6 separate regions of the Mus musculus genome follow, and regions 1, 3, 4, 5 and 6 are each linked to region 2. A link is a contact called in public HiChIP or PLAC-seq and promoter capture Hi-C data. All regions are on one chromosome and are shown on one strand. Each heading gives the region's core, a stretch centred on a gene start, on an enhancer-like site or on the middle of the called end of the contact. The rest is flanking DNA. Distances are from core to core; before and after follow the strand shown. Region 1 has its middle 19 kb from the start of Bloc1s4. Region 2 holds the start of Ccdc96 (coiled-coil domain containing 96). Region 3 holds the start of Mrfap1 (Morf4 family associated protein 1). Region 4 overlaps Sorcs2 (sortilin-related VPS10 domain containing receptor 2). Region 5 has its middle 78 kb from the start of Gm52811. Region 6 holds the start of Ppp2r2c (protein phosphatase 2, regulatory subunit B, gamma).

Region 1 (3,272 bases), core at 377-2,876, 280 kb after region 2:
GCAGGAGGACTGTGTGCTGGGGAATAAGGGGGTGAGGATGGTGGATAGGGAAGATCAAAGAGAGGAGGCTGGAGGGAGGGAGACTGCTTAGATCCTCCATGGGCCACCCAGAACAGAAGCTGGCGCGCTCCTGGCATCTTGGGAGGATCCTGGCTCTGGGATCCTACCTGAGCTTTGAGCCCAAGGAAGGCTGCTGGTTGGGGGTGAGTAGAACAGCTATGAACAGACCTCCCTTGTCCTTATTCATGTTAGTTCTACCATACCACATCACAGGGGACCTGGGATGGGAGGAGACACACTTTACAAGGCTGAAGTCTTGGAGACAGAAAGCTCTGAAGGTCTAGCAGCCAACCTCAGGATTGCCCTGGATCCCACGCTGCCTTAGGTTGGAATCCCACCCTTCTGGCCTTACATGGAAAGAGCCCTGATAACAAACACCTTGCTCATGGGATCCCTCTGAGCATGCCCTCTGACCTCAAGTGCTCCAGGGTTCCCTCCATAGGGCTCATCGGGCCAATCCTTGACTGTGCTTACACCTTTCAGGACGTGCTTCCCCCCCCCCCCCCCCCCCCCCCCCCGAGCACCACTATGGGTAACAGCTGATGGATTTGACCTTTGTCCTTTCTACTACCACAGTGTCACCTTACTGCCTGCCTGACCTGACCTTCAGGAGACCTGGCAGCTCCCTCTCTATTAGTGTCTCCACCCCCCAACCCCCACCCCAGCCTCCAATCACTGCCCTTGATGACTGCATACCTGTTGAAGACTTTGATGATTAGACAAACGGCTGTCTCCAGCTCTGTCATGATGCTGGTGTGGGCCTGCCTTCCTCTCAGGTCCTTTTTTGGCTCTTTTTAGCCAAAGACAACTAACTGCTCTAGGTGGAGACACCATGGCCCTTTTTAATACAGAGTGAGATGCTCAGCAGCTCTGTCCTTCACCATTTGGTCAATCAAATCCAATAGAAGGCATGGCTGTGATCCTTTCTGCAGTCTGCCCCTGGAAGGGGCTATGTGCTATGTGGCCCCTTGGAGTCATCTTTGAATCTTATCAGGGACCTCCCTACTATGTCAGAAGGTGCTAGCATTTAGGTCAGCTTGAGAAGTGTCTGAAGGAACAGGTAAAGAGCAGCCTGGGACTCAGAGGGGCAGTTTATACCTCATGCCCATTTGCACCCAGTAGCCCCTGTCCTGCTCACCATAGTGGTGACTCTAAGAAGCACTTCCACATGGTGAAGCGGGGTAGCAGGGCTTAGAAGACTCACGGGACAGGGTTCTGGGTTCTGGGGGTCAGAAGAAAGGTCCAACCCTAGGATGAGCCATTTTCCTGGAGCCTGAGGCAGTTGGGGCAGAACTGGGAGCAGTAGAGGTGAGAGGCCAGTGTCCTGGTAACTCTGCTTCTTGGACAGGTTAGAGAAAGTCTGCAGTTGGACGAGAAGAACTGTGGCCTCTGTACAGAGGAAAGCCCCCAAACCAGCCCCCCAGCTCCGCTGGCCCTTAGATGGAGTAAGGGATTGTGGCAATCTTGCAGCTGGAGAGCACAGTGAAGCCCCGCCCCCCCACCCTGGGTCTGTGACAGATGGCACTTCTCTGATGCAAGGATAATTGTTGCCTAGGTTACTTCTGCTTCTGCTTCCAGCGCTGACTCTTCACTCAGCCACAGGCATCGGCGGTGACTGCGGTAGAGAGGTCAGCATCTCTACCTTTCCCCTCTCAGCCTTTGGGTCAGATCCTGGTCAGCTCTGCACGTAGACACATTGGTCACTGAGACATGTCCAGAACTGTAATACATGGTTAGCTTGACCTAGACTTGACCAGTCTCTTTCTGTTCCTCTTCCAGGCTAAAGACACCTACTGAAAAATCTAGGTCATTAAAGAAATCAAAAGAGCAAGGGCAGAGATTTTCACAGATCTCCACTGACTCCCAGGCAGGGCATAAACACCTCACACCTCCATTAGCCTTCCTGTCTTTCTCCTCATTCCTATCCCTTATCTGTGATCCTCAACCACCCTGGAGCCAAGGCATTGGTTTGAGACCATGCTCTGGCCACTGAAAGAGATCTTTCTTTCTCTCCAGCTCACAGCACTCTCAAACGCTGGCTTCACCATAGAATGACCTTTCAGGCTCAGGTCTGGGTTTGATGAGCTCTTTTCTCTCTCTCTCTCTCTCTCTCTCTCTCTCTCTCTCTCTCTCTCTCTCTCACACACACACACACACACACACACACACACACACACACACACACACACACAATCTCCCAGATATATGAGAGTAAAAGTTCAAAACCAACCTTTGCTGTGTCTGTTATCCCACCATTCCTGCAGTGTCCAGCCCCAGGTTGCCTTGATACATATCTTGTTTCTCATCTTCCAGATGGTGGGAATGTTGGCTAGGTGGAGACTTATACCCTTCTAGTATAAGTGTGGCTTCACACACACACACACACACACACACACACACACACACACAGAGAGAGAGAGAGAGAGAGAGACATGCCACACACAGAGACACTATATACAGACACACACACACACACACACACACAGAGAGAGAGAGAGAGAGAGAGAGAGAGAGAGAGAGAGAGAGACATGCCACACACAGAGACACTATATACAGACACACACACACACATACACACACACACACACACACACACACACACACACACACACACACACACACACTATATAGTGCTAGATTGCCTGAGATGGTTTCCCCAGAGCCAAGCCCTGTATCCTTTCTTCTCTGTTCCTTCCAATGACGGTAAGCAACAGGAACACACTTCCCAAGGCTGCAAAGCTGGGACAGAGCCCGTAAAACAATCCGTCACCCAGTTCCTTACCAGAAAGCTTTTTCTTAACTGATATCAGGTCTCCCACCAACCTGGACACCCAGGCAGGGACAAGCTGGCCTTGTTATGGATGCAATAGGTGTGCTGGCTAGTTTTCCATCAGCTTGACACAAGCTCGAGTTATATAAGAAGAGGGGGCCACAATGGAGAAAATGCATCAATAAGACTGGCTTGTAAGCAAACTTGTAGAGCATTCTCTTAATTAATGATGGACATGGCCAGGCAGAGTCCACTGTGGTTGTTGCCTCCCTTGGGCTGGTAGCTCTACTGTGTATAAGAAAGCAGGCTGATCAATCCATAGGGAGCAATCGAGTAAGCAGTGTTCTTCCATGGCCTTTGCTTCAGTTCCTGCCCCGACTTCCCTCCGTGATGAAGTGTGACCTGAGAGTTGTAAGCTGAGATAAACACTTTTCTCCCTAAA
Region 2 (2,929 bases), core at 19-2,518:
GACTAAGACTTAAACAAGATACTGCTACTCATTGAGAACCTTAGCACAGGGCACATGCTGACACCCACAGAAAGCACACGAAGCCCTGAATGCAGACTAAGTGCAGGCGGGACGGGCAGCCCCAGGCTTCTGGCCTTCCCCACCACTATGCCCAGGAGAACACAACCGTACTAGGGGAACTCAGCAAAGGACAGTGGGATCTAGCTTGCTGCCATCTGACTCAAGGATAAGCCTGGCAACGCACAGGGCCTACCCTCTACCCGCGTTCAATGCACACCTCTTGAGGACGAGTGTGAAGGGCAGACAGCTCCGTGTCGGGGCAATGGGTCAAGGCCCTGCTCTACCAGCTGTGTGACCGCTGGTGACCAACACGTTCCGGACACAACCATCCGACCACCTGCGGCCCTCCGCAACGTACACCGAGCCAGCCAGCCATGCCCTCCCTTCTAGCCGTAGCCCGCCGCTCACCCAGTTGCCGAAGCCGAACTGCTCGATGGCGTCCAGCAGCAGCTGCTCCTCGCGGCTGGTCCAGCCGCCCTCCGCCTCAGGACCCCAGAGTGTGAATCGTCCGCCGTCTACCAGCTGGTAGCCGTGGTAGCGGCGGTGGTGGCCGATCTCCGCGCCGGCCGAGAAGCACTCGGGGCACAGCTCGATGTCCTGGCACTCTGTGCAGCGGAAGCGCAGCGGGCTCACCTCGGCCAAGCAGTACACGCAGTACTTCTTACCCAGCTCCGCCATCTTCCCCCGCTCGCCCGCCGCCCGGCCCGCAGCCGCCGCGCCCCCGGCCGTCAGCGCCCCGCCGCCTGCCGGGCTCGCTGCGCCCGCCGCGCCCGTGCCGCTGCCGGCCGCTGCCACGGCCGCCCCCGCCCAGGCGCCGCCGGAGCCGGCCAGGCGGGCCGCGTCCCGCCTCAGCACGCAGGCGCCCTCCGGCCCGGCCCGGCCGCCGCCGCCGCAGCCGCTGTCTCCCCGCCGCATCGCGCAGGCGCCCCCCGCGCGCCCTCTCGCGGACAGCCGAGTCTTTGCTCTGCGCCTGCGCGCCGGCGCCTCCCGCGGCCTCATGGACTGGAGGAGCCGCGAGGCCCCGCCCTAAGCCTGTCAGCCGGCGGGGCGCGGACCGGAAGTAGGCCGTGCGGGCCACGCCTCTCGGGAACCAGCGTCCAATTAGCGCCTCCCTTCACCTGTTCGCAGATCTTCATTGGCCTAATATTGCCGGGAGGTGGAGAGAAATGGAAGGCGGGTGACCAATCGCGGGGCCCACCGCGCGCCCTGGTTGCCCCGGGAAACCTAACAGCAGGCATCAGCCGGCCTCAGAGCGGGGCCGGCGGGTCGAAAATGGACAGCCACTACGGGGACATCGAGGGCAAAGACCGAGCCGAGGAAGGCCTGGCCAGGCAGTCGCTCGAGATCAAGGTTAGCTCCGAACCTCTGACTCCGGCCAACCCTGTAGAGCAGGAGCCAGAGCCGAAGCCAGAGCCGGAGCCGACGCAAGGGCGGGAGCCTGAGAGCGAGACCCAGCCGGTGTCGGACAGCTCAAAAGCGAAGGATTCGGAGGGGATCGATTACGCGCATGTTGAGGTCCCGGAAAGTCCGGGGGCCGCTGAGACCGCGGGCGAGGCCGTGTCCCGAGAGCCAGAGAGTCTGCCACAGACCCAGCCCAAGACCAAGCCGGAGTCCAAGGAACCAGAGGACAAAGACGAAGACGAGGATGAGGACGAGGATGAGGACGAGGACGAGGACGAGGATGAGGATGAGGATGAGGATGAGGGAGAGGAACGGGACAGGCCAGAGAAGCCGAAGGGCAAGGGGAAGAGGGAGAAGAGGAAGGAGTCACGGTTCCGGCCATCTCTACCGCTGACCACAATTGTTGAGGAGGGGGCTGCCCCAGGCCCACAAGCTGCGAAAGAGAAAGCAAGGGAGTCACTGAAGAAGAGAGACAGTGAAGAGATCGAGGGGACAGATCGAGAACGACACAAAAGCACAGAAGAGCAACTTCACCCTGGAGAGGCCAAGGAAGAGGAGAAACAAAAAGGGGCGTCCACTGAAGAGTTTGAGTGGACAGCGGACATGCAGAAGCTGCAAGAGCAGCAACTGCGCGGCGAGCTGGTGGAACAGTACCACTCCCTGCTAGTGGAGCGGAACCGTTATCAGCGCTACAACATGTACCTACAGCAGAAGATTCACGAGACCCTACGCAAGAAGGGGCTGGAAGCAGCGGCGGAACCTGGGGACAAGAGCGCTGAACCCGAATCTCCCGAGAAAGAGCAAGCATACTTGCGCTATCTGGCCATGCTGGAGGAACTGAAGAAACAAGAGGCAGACGACTTAGAGTGGTACCGTCAGGAGGTACGGGAGCTGAAGCAGCAGTGCCAAGAGAAGCAGACCAGGGTGGAGAAAGAGTGGCGGCGCTTCCAGGCCCTCAAGAAGCAGGTGGTGATGCAGGTCATGGGCAGTTGCCGCACGCGTGGTGGGCGCCAGGCTGCCCTGAGAGAGGTGGAACAGCTTCAGGCCCTGGAGGATAAGAAGGAGAAGGAGATGAGCGCCGTGCGTCTCGAGAACGTGCAGCTGAAGCAGAGCCTGGTACACTTTGAAACCAGGATGAAGGCCCAGGAGGACTTGGCTGAGGGGCTGCTCCTCATCGACTTTGAACAGCTCAAAATTGAGAACCAGACCTTCAACGAGAAAGTAGAGGAACGAAACGAGGAACTTTTAAAACTGCGCACTAAGGTGACCAGCAACGTGCAGATTATAACGCACGTGAAGGAAAAGCTGTCTTTCATAGATACGGAGAACTCATGCAAAAAGGCACAACTTTCGGAAGTGGATGCCCAGGTGGCCCTAGGAAGAGACCTGTTGACGAAGACAAAACAAGCCCGCGACAGCCTGCGAATCGACAACGTCAAGCTGAGTCAGAAATGTGGGCTTCTGGGTA
Region 3 (2,974 bases), core at 266-2,765, 310 kb after region 2:
CTCACCAGGCAGGTTACAATAGATAGTGTAGCACATAAAATTTAAATTTTGCACAAAATACATCTCTCCTCCTTTGGTCTCACACAGAAATTAAAGTCCCCCAATAGAAACAATACTATCCTCCGACCCTTCTCCCAGGTCATCAGTCCTAGCCATGTAAGGCCCATCCACTGTCCCGGATGAAGTCTGGTCTCTTCTGCCATTGCTGCATGGAGTCTTCGAGAATTAACACAGCTCCTTCAGAACTTTCAGAGGCGGTGAGCTTCAACTCTGAGTCTCAAGTGTCACAGAGATTCAAAGTTCAGGGAGCTATCAGGTCACCCAAGAAAGAGCAAAGCACCTCAAAATTTAGGAACAACAACCAAAGGCCAGGAATGAACGTTATTCAACTGCCACAGGGCTTACAATCTAGGCCCTAATTCCCGTATGTGAGCGCATTTTCCAAATCAAAGTTATTTCCCCCAAACAAACAAAAAAAAGGAACCACCGAATAATCAAAAACTCATATCGAGGTCGTCAACCGCAGACCATAGCAGAAACGTAGTGTCAGTGAGAAACAGAGGGAAGACAGAGGGGAAAAGAAAAAAAAATAAGAAGGAGATAAAAAAAAAAAAAAAGGAAAACAAAAGGCTCTCTGGTTTCAGCTTCTCCAGGGTGTCATGTCAGCCAATCGCCATCACTCAACCAGAATCCATTGGCTGGAAACCTAAGGCACGGGCGGGAGAGATTCATCACCGAGAGGTTAATCACGCTGTCCGGACAGCAAAGCAAATACCCGGCCCCCTTCTGGACGCTGTCTCACTTAGGGCCCCATGCTCTCCAGCACCATCTGGAAACTTCCACGGTCTCCCCGCCGACGATTTGCTATTACTCCTTCCCCAGGGGGGGCCTAGTTTACTCCCGAGGCGACAAGCCAGCCTCCTCCCCCACCGTCGCCCACGCCCCGCCAGGCTCCCGCCCTTACCGCGGCCGGCTCCTCACGAAGACTCGCTCTTCTCTATCCGCCGCACGAGCTGCACCAGCATCTCGGCCATCTTCGCCATCTCCTGCGCCTTCTCGTCGGCCTTCTCCGCCCGGGGGCCGCGGGGCTCGGCGCCGCCGGCACCCTGCAGGTGGTTGAGGGCGCTCTCCTCGGAGGCCTCGACCTGCGTCTTGATCTGGATCAGCATATTGTCCATCTCCCACAGCTTGCCCCGGTTGCGCGCCGGCGCGCGCCCGCGCTCGCGCGTCAGCGACGCGATGTCCTCGCGCATCTCGTGGATGACGGGCAGCAGAAACTGCTCGAAGTCCTCCTCGGGCTCCAGCACCTCCACCTCCTCGGGCTCCGCCAGCTCCACCGCGTCCAGGGGCCGCATCGCCGCTGCTCTGCTCGTCTGCACGACCCTCACGGACGGAGCTCGGGCCGAGTCCTCAAAACTTCCGCCGCCGGTCCAACTTTCCGCCTCGGAGAAGCCACGGAGACGAGTGACTGCCGAGCGGGCGAGCGACGAACAAAATGGAGTCTCAACCGTCAACCAGCGCTCGGCGCTTTGCGACCCCTTTCACGACACCTCCGCGCCCCCTCTTTACGGCCGCGCTGAAAGGGGCGGGCGCGCTCGCGTCCACGAAGGGGCGGGGCGAGCGCCTCTGCGGCCGCGCGCTGACATTAGGTCGGCCTCCCTTTCGCAGCTTTTGCAGCTGCTCTGGGTGATGCGAAGTTCGTCCCTTCCTGTATCTTATTCCGATTTTATTTATTTACTTTTTGAAACAGGACCTCACGCTGTAGCCAAGGCTGGCCTGGAACTCAATTATTTGGCTTAAACTGATCTTGAACTCTAGGCAGTCCTCTTGCCGTAGCTTCCCGTGTCGCAGGTGTGAGCCACCGCACCCGACAAGTTTACTTTTAAAAAAGAAAAAGAGCCCGCCTTTAATTCCAGCACCTGGGAGGTAGAGGCGGCAGGCAGACCGATCCTTGAGTTTGAGGTCATCCTGGTGTACATAGTGAGTTCAGTACATAGACCCTGTTTCAAAACAAATCAAAACCACCAAACAAACAACAACAACAACAACAAAAACAGTTTTTCGAAACTGGGGAAAGAGGAATCTTGGAAAGCCATGTGTGGACAGTCATCCTGCTCATAGCTCCGCCCCTTTGGTTAGTTTAAGTGAATTATCATATCTTGATTGACGGAGTGGCTGGGTGTGTTTTTACCTGACAGAGCTCCTGGCTTCCTAAGGTGAAACTATTGTCTGATGCTTTCTGAGGCCCCAGGTCACATTCAGTTGGTGATCACTTGCTGTGGAAAGGACAGAAGTTGGCTCAGACGACTACATTTGCGTAACTGTTACTCAACCAACACTGAACTTTAAGGGGAGATGCCGAATTCTTAGTCTACGATCAGACAGTACTTTCTCAGGAATCTAAACTATGTATCTCACTGGTTTTCTAACCACAAGTCGTGAAACCATTTTGCAAAAACCAACCATAGGCATATATAAAGTGCATATCTTTAATTGGACTCTACACTCAGTGGCTTTTGTTTAAAAATAATCCAGGGTAAGAACATGAATAAGCAAATGGTTCAGAGGACAATGGGATACTGTTGCACACTGCATCAGGATACTTAGACTGCAGAACCCTGACATGGGGAAAGGCTGGTATACATTGATCCCAGGAAATTCTCTTCTTTCTCTCCCTCTCGCTACTACTCTCCCTTCCCCTCCCTCACCCTCTCACTCTGCCCCTCCCTCCCGTCTTAATTGGTGGGAATGTGATCTCTATGGCTAAGACAGCTTCTACTGTACAACCCAGCAAATTAGTTGAACCCATGAATCCACCCAAAACCCTGCACATGGATTGTACCCATTAGTGATTCCCTCTGAGTTACCAATAATGTATCAGTGTCACATTAAGGAAAGAAACAGAAGCAATTCTTCTTGGAGTTGTTTAACTAAGAGTGAGTCCAGATCCGAACTGTGTGTTTCAGGCTCCCTG
Region 4 (3,115 bases), core at 388-2,887, 440 kb before region 2:
ACCACCACCTGTAATAGCTCTCCTGGTCAGTAGGATTCGAGGATGTGACATGTCATCCACTGGCCTTGGCCTGATGTTATCGTCCTCAGAGTGATTGCTGTTTGTGGCATGCTGATTGTACTAGAGCAGGTTATCCATCCAACCCATGCAATCCCCTTTCTGCCAGGGTAGGCTCCCTGCCTTCTTGGCTGCCACAGACCTTTCCATAGCCTACACACCAGACACTTGCTTTGGGTGAGCAGGAGCCAAGTCTCGTATTATCTGATGTCTCCTTGCCTTTCTGCCAGCCTGCCTCTGCCTACCATGGGATTGGTTCCAGGCAGGGCTGGCACTCCAGAGAGATAAGTCACTGTAAGGCTTGGACAGTGAATGAAAGGGTCCCATGACAGACAGCGCAATGCATCCCACTGAGCAGAGAAAGGGACAGAGGGCGGCCAGCCGCACAGGAAGCACCATGATGCATGGAGGCTAGGCGTGCTCAGCTTGGTCTGAGACCAGCGTTGCACACTGGCTTTGGCTCCTCCCATCCAACTGTCCTGCAGACCATGGGTGGCCTTGTCTCGGAAAACCTGCTGTTCAGATGGGTGTTCCTCTTGTCAGAGCTCATTGTCACCTTGACAGGCAGCTAGAGAGAGGGGTTCCCACATTTCTGTCCATCTCCTTAGGGCTCACCGTATCCTGTGAGGAATGTATGCTGATCGCCCCAGATTTCAGAGGGGAACAAGACTAAGGAAGGGCCCCACCCAGGGTGATACATGGGTTGGCAGCTCACAATTGTGAGGCTTGGCCTTCACCATGGCCAATTAGCCTGAGTGTGATAGCCGAGCATCTCCTGTATGGGAATGTCCCATACTCTACATTCTGAGCTCAAGCAGAGAAGCAAGTTGGTCCAGCTAATCCCATCTCTGTATGCCAGTTCCTGTCTGTAAAGAAACCTTAGTTCCTACTGTGGGCATCTCTTATCTAGTTGAACGGTTCTAGCAGGATAGGCCAAAGGGCCACTGACTACTTGGCAGAGAGCAGGAAATGTGGGCCATGCTGTAGAATGTATTACTGGCTCCGCCCTAGGGATGGCCTGTAGCCCTGCTAGGCTGAAAGCCCTCATAGTACAGCCCAAGGCTGGGACCCTCTGTCCTGTGCTGTGCTGTGGGCAGTGCTGGGAACAATGTCCTGACAAGGTAACTGGGCAGCTTAGATGTGACCTCTGGGTGGATGAAGATAAAGGTTCCATAAGGGTGGGGCTCTGTCCTAAGCTCAGACAGAAAAGTTTTTCATTCTGCCAGCCTGTGTCACGTGAATGATCTCCATGCCCACTGAAATTGGAAGCTGTTTGAAGATGCAGCCTTGTGAAAGGCTTCGTAGGAACCTTGTGGCGCTGTTTAAAAACTTAAAACATGAACGCGCCTGCCTGTGAACTTTGCAGCTTTCTCCAGATGAATGCCGGCTGCAGGGATGAAAGCTGCATTTGGGACCAGACCCGGATCTGAGGACCTTGGCTGCACAAAGCACGAATGTCCCAAAGCAGCCACAAAATGCAGACTACAAGATGAAGTGAGGTGGAGGAGGGGAGGGGATGTGCTCAGGGCAGAGATGGCCCTGTGGTGGGGCCGGGCTGGGGAAAGCGGAGGCTGGGAACCCTGCCAGCTTGCTGGAGCTCTGAGAGCCCTGTGAGGGCTGTCGCCTTTGTTGCTAGCCCTTGCTTTGCAGGTTTAGTCCAGCAAACTGTTCAGCCTCCTTGTAAAGAGGCCAAGGAACCAGGTTGAGTCTGCCCCAGCCCAGACTTCCTCACCTGCTTTTCTTGACAAATACCAAGCACCATAGCCCTGACCTCCCCTGCTGTCCCACACCACAGCCTTCACACAGACAGTTCACACAGACTGGGGAAGCATGAGCCCCCACCCCTATCCCCTGCAGGGTCATTGAAGGCCACAGCATCATGGAGCACCTGACCAAGAACAACCTGCTTGCCTCCCAAGCTGCTAAATAGAGGGTGACTGGGACTATCTCAGCCTTCCATGCCTGGTGCTCAGCTCTTCTGGGATACACATACTACTTGTGTCCTGTAGTAGGACTTGCCCTGGCTTTCTGCTAGCCACCCAGAAAGGAGGATGAGAGGTCATCACCACAGTGGGCTTTCTCACTGCAGCCTGACTGTGGAAGGAACTACATCTGCTTCTGGGGGGGGGGTCATGGACATTCTGTATGGATTCCAGGGGGCTGTGGTCACTCCATGGAGGTACTGGGATGCTCTGTGGGGTTCTGTAGGGGTCACGGATGCTCCATGGGGCTCTCTGGACACTTCATGGGACTCTATGAATGCTCCCTGGGGCCCTGAGTGGGGAGAGGCATGCAGGCTACATCACCTCCCCAGCTTTTTTCCTGGCTGTCACTGGCCAGTGCAGGCAGCAGATGTGCCTGCTAGCCAGGGTGAGAGGAGGAGCCACTGGCCTAGTAGCAGGAAGCAGAGGCCCAGTATGAGGTCACCTCCTGGGAGTGGCTCTGACCCCACCCCCCCACCCAGTGCTGTGGGCAGTGCTGTGGTCTTCCTCACATCAGATGTGCCTGTTTCACCCACGTCCCCTTCCACACTCACGTCATGACCAGCGTCTCATCCCCTGGCTCGCTCAGCAACCCATCCACGAACACTGAGGTGCTGGTGAAGTTGTGTGTGCTCCACGTGTGGCCCTCATCCACGCTGAACCTGTTAAAGGCCACCAGTGTCCACAGAGCGGCATGGTCTTACTCCTTTCTAAGATGTTCTACCTCCCATGCCTGACTCCTATCCACCAGAGACCAGTTCTGGGACAGCTCAACACCTAGGCCACAGCTAGACCACATCCCCCCTCTCTCCGGTAAGACCACCTGCCAGCCACATGGCATCCTTGACTAATCAGCAATGAGAAGGACTGGTACCACATAGGCACTGTGCCCCATGAATAGCAGGGACAGCCGAGCCTTAGAAACATCCAGGAATAGCATGCAAGGCTTGATCACAGCTCAGGGTTCCTCTGTCAGTGACATGTTAATATTACAGAGATATTACCTCCCAGGACACACAGCTATCTTTTCTTTTCTTTTCTTTTCTTTTCTTTTCTTTTCTTTTCTTTTCTTTTCT
Region 5 (2,966 bases), core at 32-2,531, 480 kb before region 2:
AGGGTGGGACAAGGACTGCTGACACACAGGGAGGGCAAAGAACTCACACAGCCTGGAAAACTGCAATTCATTATCATAGCCCACTGCCTGCATCCTAGAACTAAGGTTGGACCACTCCACCCGATGCTTGCTGCTGACCCTGCATGGTCCAGGCACACTGTACCATGACAACATCTCTGGTTGTCTCTTGTACCAGATGCGGGGACCCTTGGTAGTTCTTGTCTACGGGTGCGCTGGCCATCTTGTCTCTTATGTCTATATTTGGAGGCAGTACTCCTGCTTTATAGCTGACAGGCGGAGCAGAAGGCACCAAAACACACCAAAGGGCTTCCTGTGCTGGCCACGTGATCTGATCAAACCCTCTAGACCTCACGGGAAGAAGGCATGGAGTCTGGAGGTGCTGCAGCCTTTCAGTAGCCTGAGGACACACATACACCACTCTGTCAGCTCAGAACACCATAGTTAGGGTGGTCTCCACTCGGTTCTGTGATCCAAATCTGTAGAGGCCCTCCTCCCTTTGCCGACTTTCCTGCTTGCCCCACCCCCATGGCCATTTTTCTCTCTTCCCCAGATAATTTCCTGTCTTCTGCTTCCTCAGTATCCCCACCTCACTTCTGACTTTCCTAAGAATACAGCGTGCCCAGCACATCTGGCTGCGTTGCCCTGTCCTGGGAATGGGCCCAGCACATCTGCCTGTGTTGCCCTGTCCTGCAGATGGGTACCTTCTGCTCTGGGCTCCACCACACTTGATCTCCGTGGCCTCACTGTGGTGTGACTCACTCGTAAGCTGGCTGCTGTCCTGTCCCAGCCTACCCCTCTCCCCAGGAGCAGCACATGGGCCCATTAGGCACTGGTGGGGCTCCAGCATTTTATACTCCACTTCCACACTGTCTGTTCTCTTGAGCTTGACCGTGCCTGTCTCTTACTCAGCACCCTGACAGGCCCCAAACTAGGCACTCAGTGACATTTTTCTTCAGCCAGAAGTGAGTCCCAGTGGTTTTGTCTTCAGAGCACACTCTCACTGCAGCCACAAGGTCCTGGCTCCTTTCCTAGTTTCCCATCTTGACCTGAGGGCCTATGGGACCATGTCCCTCACCTGATCTAGTTCTTGCCCAGGGCTCTCTCTCCCTTCTCATCTCTTACCTCCCCTGGTCCCACCAATGTAAGGACCAACTCCTCCTGGTCCACTTTAAGATTGAGGCATATCTAGAGCCCAGAGCCCAGGAGGCAGCTGCAGGAACAGGAGGCGCTGGGCGCTGTCCTCCTTAGCTCCCAGCTGGTGCCTGCTTGCCTGGCTCTGCTCTCAGTTTATCCAAGGTTGGAAAGTCACAGGCAGCTATGGGATGGAGCAGAAACAAGGGAATCGTGGGATTCAGGAGGATTGGGAGTTTGGGGTAGGGATTATGTTAGATCACTGAAGTTTGTACCTCTCTGAAGAACTCGGCTAATGCATTCACAGGGGCAGGGAACTGTGATGAGAAACATAAAGACTACCATTTTTTTTTTTTCACTAAATCTGTGCACCAGCCACTCTAGCCCTTTCTCTAGGCTGACCCACAACTCTGTAAGGTCATAAAATTAACTGCGTCACCTTCACTACTCGGAGTCTCTGGTGCTCTTACTATGACGTGAGGACTTGTTTCCCATGCTGGTCCCTGCTGTGACCATGCCAGTCACCCGCTGTGGTCATGGGTGGTCTGAGCATTCTTAGATCTGGCTGGCACCGTGGCTAAGGGTCTCGCTCCACCGTGGAATGGCTTGCACATCTGCTTCAGGGCCACTGCCAGAACTGTCCTGTGAGCTGTGAGGTGCGCCATGTGCTGGAGTTGATGCGCAGCCAAGACTGACGCTGTCATTATGGCTGATTTGTCATTGCCCCGGTCATTGTCATGCTGGCAGGCACAGCTCAATACTGCCTCCTGAGCCCAATACTGCCAAAATCTGGGCAAGTCATTAGCAGAGCTGAACGTGTGGGCCACAGTGACACCAGCTGCAGGCTGCCAATGCGGCCATTAGCCCAGTGGCAAGCCAGAAAGTCCTGGCCTGGGCCAACTGCCATAGGCATGCTGAGCCTGGGATACCTGTGATAGACGAGGGAACATCACCACCAAGTTCCACTGAACATAACCACACGTGGCTGCTGTCCCTGAGGAACCTCCATGATTAGTGATCCTGATATGAGGCAGAGCAATCATGGATGCCTCTCTGTGGAGATGAGCATCTCACAGCTCTCACAGAAGGAGCATGGTGGTACAGGTCTGCATGGTGGTATAGGTACTGAGTGCCTACAGATGCCCCCACACAGAATCTCCCTTCCCTGTGAACCCTGTCCCTCAGTAAGTTACCAGGCCTCGTCTAAGACCTGGGAGCACAGTTAGAAATGGGTAGGAAGCCCTGTGGCACCTGAGCCCTGGGCACCTAGGCTAGAGCTGCAAGGGCCCAGGCAAGTGTACTGGCTGGTTTTGTGTGTCAACCTGACCCAAGCTGGAGTTATCAAAGAGAAAGGAGCTTCACTTGAGGAAATGCCTCCATGAGATCCAGCAGTAAGGCATTTTCTCAATTAGTGAGCAAGGTTGGGAGGCCCATTGTAGGTGGTGCCATCCCTGGGCTGGTAGTCCTGGGTTCTATAAGAGAACAGGCTGAGCAAGCCAGGGGAAGCAAGCCAGTAAGTAGCATCTCTCCATGGCCTCTGCATCAGCTTCTGCTTCCTGCCCAGTGTGAGTTCCTCTCCTGACTTCCTTTGGTGATGAACAGCAATGTGGAAGTGTAACCTTTCCTCCCCAACTTGCTTCTTGGTCATGATGTCTTGTGCAGATACAAACCCTGACTATGACAGCAAGGTGTGAGAGCTGGAGGAGCTGTGAGAGGCTGAGTGGCCCAGGGGTGTGCAGTTGGGAGTTGGTCACCTGCAATACAGCTTCATCTTGTATCCAGGAGGAAGAATGGTGACAGAAGGTGACAGGGTG
Region 6 (3,250 bases), core at 343-2,842, 380 kb after region 2:
GCATTCGGTCACGGCAGGCTGTCTTCTGTGTGGTCCAGGGCATTCAGGCAAGTAAAGGTAGCCAGACAGACAAGAGCATGGATGTGGGTATCCCTTCAAGACCAGGGATGGGACACAGGGAGGGTGCTGCTCATCAGATAGTAAGAGGAGGAGAGGCTGCAGAGGGGCATGCTGGGTAAGGATGTGAGGTGGGTAAGCAGAGCAGGTGTTAGGAAGGGAGAACGTGCCAGGGCAGGGGGAGACCATGTAGTTGCCATTCACCTTCCCTTGGGGAGTGAGCTTGTTTGGGTGTTTTGTCCCTGAATCTAAACCCAGGTAGGGAAGTAGGTAATGGTGGCCTGCTCCGTGATAGAGAAGTCCAGGCTGGGGCAAGCTCCAGATCTCAGGGGGTTTAGCCTTCCTCTGCTCCCTCCCCAGACTCCCTGCAGGACTCTGGGGTTACTTGCTACTCCTTGCAGTCCTCAGTAGGCCTTTCTGTGGAATCAGCCCTAGCTCTGGAAGCCCTCATTCTCCAGCAGGAAACCAGAGTCCCTTTAACCCACCCTCTCCCTTCCAACATCCTCTGGACTGTACTGGGGAGGTGCCTGGGGCCCCCAAGGCTAGCTCTGAAGTGGGAGCAGCCTCGGTACCCCCTCTCCCCAAGCTGTGCCTAACGCCTTGAATTCTGGGCTACTCTCCCTGCTTACCTCATTGCCTAGCCTCTCCCAAAGGAGGCTGAAGCTGCACTCCTGTCGCTGCAGAACGTTCTGAGAACCCAGGAAGGTGGAGGATCAACACTCCCAAGGCCCATGCTCCAAACTCCTCAAGGTAGGAGTCAGTAGAAGGGGGTGGCTGCTTGGTTAAAGAGGTGAGCACACCCCGCTCCCGCTGCAGCTGCCCCGCCTCCCTCTGCCTGGCTCATGTGGGATGCTGGAAGTACCTGGATGAGTATGGGAGGAAGGGAGGAAAAGGGGGAGGAACAGAAGAAGGAAGCAAGGAGATATGTACTGAAAAGGAAGAAAAGGGAGGGGGAGCAAGGAAGTACTGAAAGGTGAGGGAGGGAAGGAAGAGGAAAAGGGAGAGGAAGAAAGGAGAACTAGAAGGGAGGAAGATGAGAGGCAGGGAGGAAGCCCTTCCTTGGCAGAGAGGCTCTAAGGAGCAAACACAGCCAAACAGCCTCTGTGCTCCCATACAGGTGCCTGAATAGAAACGTGGACAGGACAGAGGGTAACTCACCCCCAGACGAATTATCCAGCTCTGCCTTATGGGGTGCTGACCTTCTGTCCCCAAAGGCGTTCTGGGTGGGGCGCCCTCCCTCTGCCCCCGCAATTGTCAGAAAAACCCCGTCTTTTCCTTAATAAAGGGCCGCGATATCCTCGCGCTCCCGACACCCCTAAGTCTCTCCTCCAACCGCCTTGTCCCTTATTGCAACACCTGGCCACCAAGGTGGCCTCAACTCTAGATAGGTGTCCCTGGTTCCGGAGGTGACCGCTGTGGCGGGGCTCGGCTCATCAGCTCCACCTGCGCGGTGGCTGCACGGCCGGGGGCGGAGAGGCGTGCAGCGGAGGGAGGGGCCTGCGACACGGCCCCGCCACGGCGCAGCCCGGCTCAGCGCCGCGCGCGTCCCCTCGCCGCCGCCACCGCCAGGCGCCCGGACGCAGCGCGAACGGAGCGGCCGGGATGCGCGCCCGAGCCCCGGCCCGCCCCACGCTGCGGCCGCCGCCTGCCCGCCTTACGCTCGCCTGAGCGCGGCGCCCGCCCGCCCATCCCCGACCACCCGACCGCGATGCCCGCCCTCCCGGGCCCCGGCGGCCCGAGACCCTGCTAGGCTGCGGCGGCATGGCCCGCGCGCCCGGCGCGACCTCTGTGGATTGCATCGGTGTGCGGCGGCGGGGCATGCCCAGGGCACCGGGCGCGGCCTTCAATGGGCGAGGACACGGACACGCGGAAAATTAACCACAGCTTCCTGCGGGACCACAGCTATGTGACAGAAGGTAACGTACGTGTTGTCTGAGACCCCCTCCGGCCGGCCGCGGCGTGGGGATGCCGTCGCACCGAATGCCCTCCGAAGGTTTGGACCGCGCGCTGTGTGTCGTGTCCCCCCCCACCCCCACCCCGACCCCGGGCCGGGAGGGAGGGAACCCGGGGGCTTCGGCCGCTGCCCAGCGCCCTCCTCCGTGCTGCCCTCGGGACCGCATCTGTCCTTCCCCCGCCGGGTGGCATTGGATCGGGCCCTGACTATCATTTACAAAGCCCAAGGCTGCAGCAGATCTGGCGTGGAAATCTCCAGGACCTGGAAAGGCTTAAAAATCCTTCATTTGCCCTTTCAGCGGGGCCAAAGCTCGCAGAAATTTCTAGATTGCCCACTCCCTGGAGAGGGACCCAGGAGGGAAAAATTCCATTGCCAGATCCTCTAGGGTTCAGCTGCCCTGGCACCTCCCTGGCCTCCTGAGGCAGTTCCCCTGCGTGGGAGGGGGAAGGAGGCTCGTAGGAGCTACTGTTTTATTCCTAGGTAGTGCTACTCAGACAGGAGCTGGGCCAGACCTTCATGGTTTTCCGGAAAAGTGGGGCATCCTACCTCAAACAGGTTCTGCGTTTAAAACCCCCTAAGTTGGCCCTGTGCGTCAGCCCCCACCAAAGGCTGGTGGGATTCAGAGGATCAGTGTCCTTTGCTAATGTGACGGTAACTTCCGGAGTCCCCAGGCCCTGACTGGCCACAGGAACGGTGGGGACAGCTCCAGAGCTCAGCCAGGGGCCGCAGAAGTGAATAGGCTGCAGTGAGGGAGTACCAGACCTAGCCACAGTAGCCCGCCTGCACACGGGTGCTGGTGAGCTTCCCGGGCAGCGTAGGCGCCTCTTTCCCGGGGCTGTGGGCCTAGTTGGGAGGGTGTCCATGGTTTAAGCAGGTGGCTGACCCGGTGGGAGGGGCCCTGGCGCTGAGTCCCGGGGGCTGGCGCGCGTGGGTGCCTGCTCCAAGGATCCTGCGTGGGCATGGCCTCCCCAGTGCCGAGCTCCGCCGGAAATGAGGCGGGCGCGGCGACTCCCGGCGGGCGCGCGGACCCCGGAGGCAGAGGCTAGGTGTGCGACCCGGGCGTGCGGATGCTGATGCTGAGAGCTGGGCTCCGCGCGCCGAGGAGAACCGCTGAGTCACGCGTTGCCGCGGGGTGTGCGGGGAGAGGGGGCAGGGCTGCCAGGCCCGGACTGGGTGGCGGCGCTGCCCTAACGGGGCTTTGGGAGGCTCCTGGCGCAGAACTCAGCCCTTTGTCGCCCG

What was found. HiChIP or PLAC-seq counts read pairs in DNA pulled down with a chosen protein or histone mark. Capture Hi-C pulls out chosen DNA fragments and counts their contacts.
Region 1: an H3K4me3 HiChIP or PLAC-seq map of neural tube shows a contact between it and region 2, with 3 times the contacts expected there. The contact joins the enhancer-like site here to the promoter of Ccdc96 in region 2. A contact is called at or near these places in 1 of 39 promoter capture datasets (neural stem cells), 1 of 15 datasets of contacts at CTCF or cohesin (the NIH/3T3 cell line), 8 of 484 Hi-C or Micro-C datasets (the G1E-ER4 cell line, bone marrow-derived macrophages, embryonic stem cells and 4 more), 14 of 115 datasets of contacts at active chromatin or transcription factors (bone marrow-derived macrophages, craniofacial prominence, embryonic basal ganglia and 7 more) and 3 of 9 other capture datasets (adipose tissue, liver and pancreatic islet).
Region 3: a promoter capture Hi-C map of adipose tissue shows a contact between it and region 2, with 3 times the contacts expected there. The contact joins the promoter of Mrfap1 here to the promoter of Ccdc96 in region 2. A contact is called at or near these places in 8 of 39 promoter capture datasets (the C10 cell line, the SN4741 cell line, embryonic stem cells and 5 more), 1 of 15 datasets of contacts at CTCF or cohesin (the NIH/3T3 cell line), 11 of 484 Hi-C or Micro-C datasets (CD4 T cells, bone marrow-derived macrophages, cerebral cortex and 8 more), 14 of 115 datasets of contacts at active chromatin or transcription factors (the SCID.adh cell line, astrocytes, bone marrow-derived macrophages and 9 more) and 2 of 9 other capture datasets (adipose tissue and liver).
Region 4: an H3K4me3 HiChIP or PLAC-seq map of embryonic basal ganglia shows a contact between it and region 2, with 4 times the contacts expected there. The contact joins the enhancer-like site here to the promoter of Ccdc96 in region 2. A contact is called at or near these places in 4 of 39 promoter capture datasets (the 3T3-L1 cell line, hippocampal neurons, neural stem cells and 1 more), 3 of 484 Hi-C or Micro-C datasets (MC3T3-E1-derived osteoblasts, embryonic fibroblasts and uterus) and 20 of 115 datasets of contacts at active chromatin or transcription factors (the SCID.adh cell line, VIP interneurons, craniofacial prominence and 14 more).
Region 5: an H3K4me3 HiChIP or PLAC-seq map of forebrain shows a contact between it and region 2, with 7 times the contacts expected there. The contact joins the enhancer-like site here to the promoter of Ccdc96 in region 2. A contact is called at or near these places in 5 of 39 promoter capture datasets (the 3T3-L1 cell line, embryonic stem cells, neural stem cells and 1 more), 1 of 484 Hi-C or Micro-C datasets (cortical neurons), 15 of 115 datasets of contacts at active chromatin or transcription factors (SST interneurons, astrocytes, craniofacial prominence and 11 more) and 1 of 9 other capture datasets (embryonic stem cells).
Region 6: a contact with region 2 is called in an H3K4me3 HiChIP or PLAC-seq map of embryonic stem cells, with 11 read pairs. The contact joins the promoter of Ppp2r2c here to the promoter of Ccdc96 in region 2. A contact is called at or near these places in 1 of 39 promoter capture datasets (cranial neural crest) and 1 of 115 datasets of contacts at active chromatin or transcription factors (embryonic stem cells).

Annotation. Positions count from the first base shown.
Region 1 is chr5:36,765,890-36,769,161 of GRCm38.p6, forward strand. It overlaps the pseudogene Gm40318. Among named protein-coding and RNA genes, the nearest start is that of Bloc1s4, 19 kb to the left of the region's middle. Within about 2 kb of position 1,627, at least 83 of the 459 cell types and tissues checked have an H3K27ac peak or open chromatin away from gene starts, as enhancers often do. A contact at or near this core is called in embryonic basal ganglia, neural tube and pancreatic islet, where this site is marked.
Region 2 is chr5:36,483,320-36,486,248 of GRCm38.p6, forward strand. Ccdc96 (coiled-coil domain containing 96) reads left to right here and starts at 1,269. Exons shown (of 1, transcript NM_025725.3): 1 at 1,269-2,929. The coding sequence starts at 1,333. It overlaps Tada2b (transcriptional adaptor 2B), which reads right to left and starts at 966. Exons shown (of 2, transcript NM_001170454.1): 1 at 469-966. The coding sequence starts at 738.
Region 3 is chr5:36,795,239-36,798,212 of GRCm38.p6, forward strand. Mrfap1 (Morf4 family associated protein 1) reads right to left here and starts at 1,516. Exons shown (of 2, transcript NM_026242.3): 1 at 965-1,516; 2 at 1-706. The coding sequence starts at 1,355. The coding sequence ends at 978.
Region 4 is chr5:36,039,499-36,042,613 of GRCm38.p6, forward strand. It overlaps Sorcs2 (sortilin-related VPS10 domain containing receptor 2), which reads right to left. Exons shown (of 27, transcript NM_030889.2): 14 at 2,594-2,701. Among named protein-coding and RNA genes, the nearest start is that of Gm52811, 44 kb to the right of the region's middle. Within about 2 kb of position 1,638, at least 59 of the 459 cell types and tissues checked have an H3K27ac peak or open chromatin away from gene starts, as enhancers often do. A contact at or near this core is called in VIP interneurons, embryonic basal ganglia, embryonic brain and 4 more, where this site is marked.
Region 5 is chr5:36,005,975-36,008,940 of GRCm38.p6, forward strand. No RefSeq gene overlaps it. Among named protein-coding and RNA genes, the nearest start is that of Gm52811, 78 kb to the right of the region's middle. Within about 2 kb of position 1,282, at least 35 of the 459 cell types and tissues checked have an H3K27ac peak or open chromatin away from gene starts, as enhancers often do. A contact at or near this core is called in neural stem cells, where this site is marked.
Region 6 is chr5:36,866,918-36,870,167 of GRCm38.p6, forward strand. It overlaps Ppp2r2c (protein phosphatase 2, regulatory subunit B, gamma), which reads left to right and starts at 1,593. Exons shown (of 9, transcript NM_172994.3): 1 at 1,593-1,973. The coding sequence starts at 1,904. Gm52812 (a long non-coding RNA gene) reads right to left here and starts at 936. Exons shown (of 2, transcript XR_003955898.1): 1 at 687-936.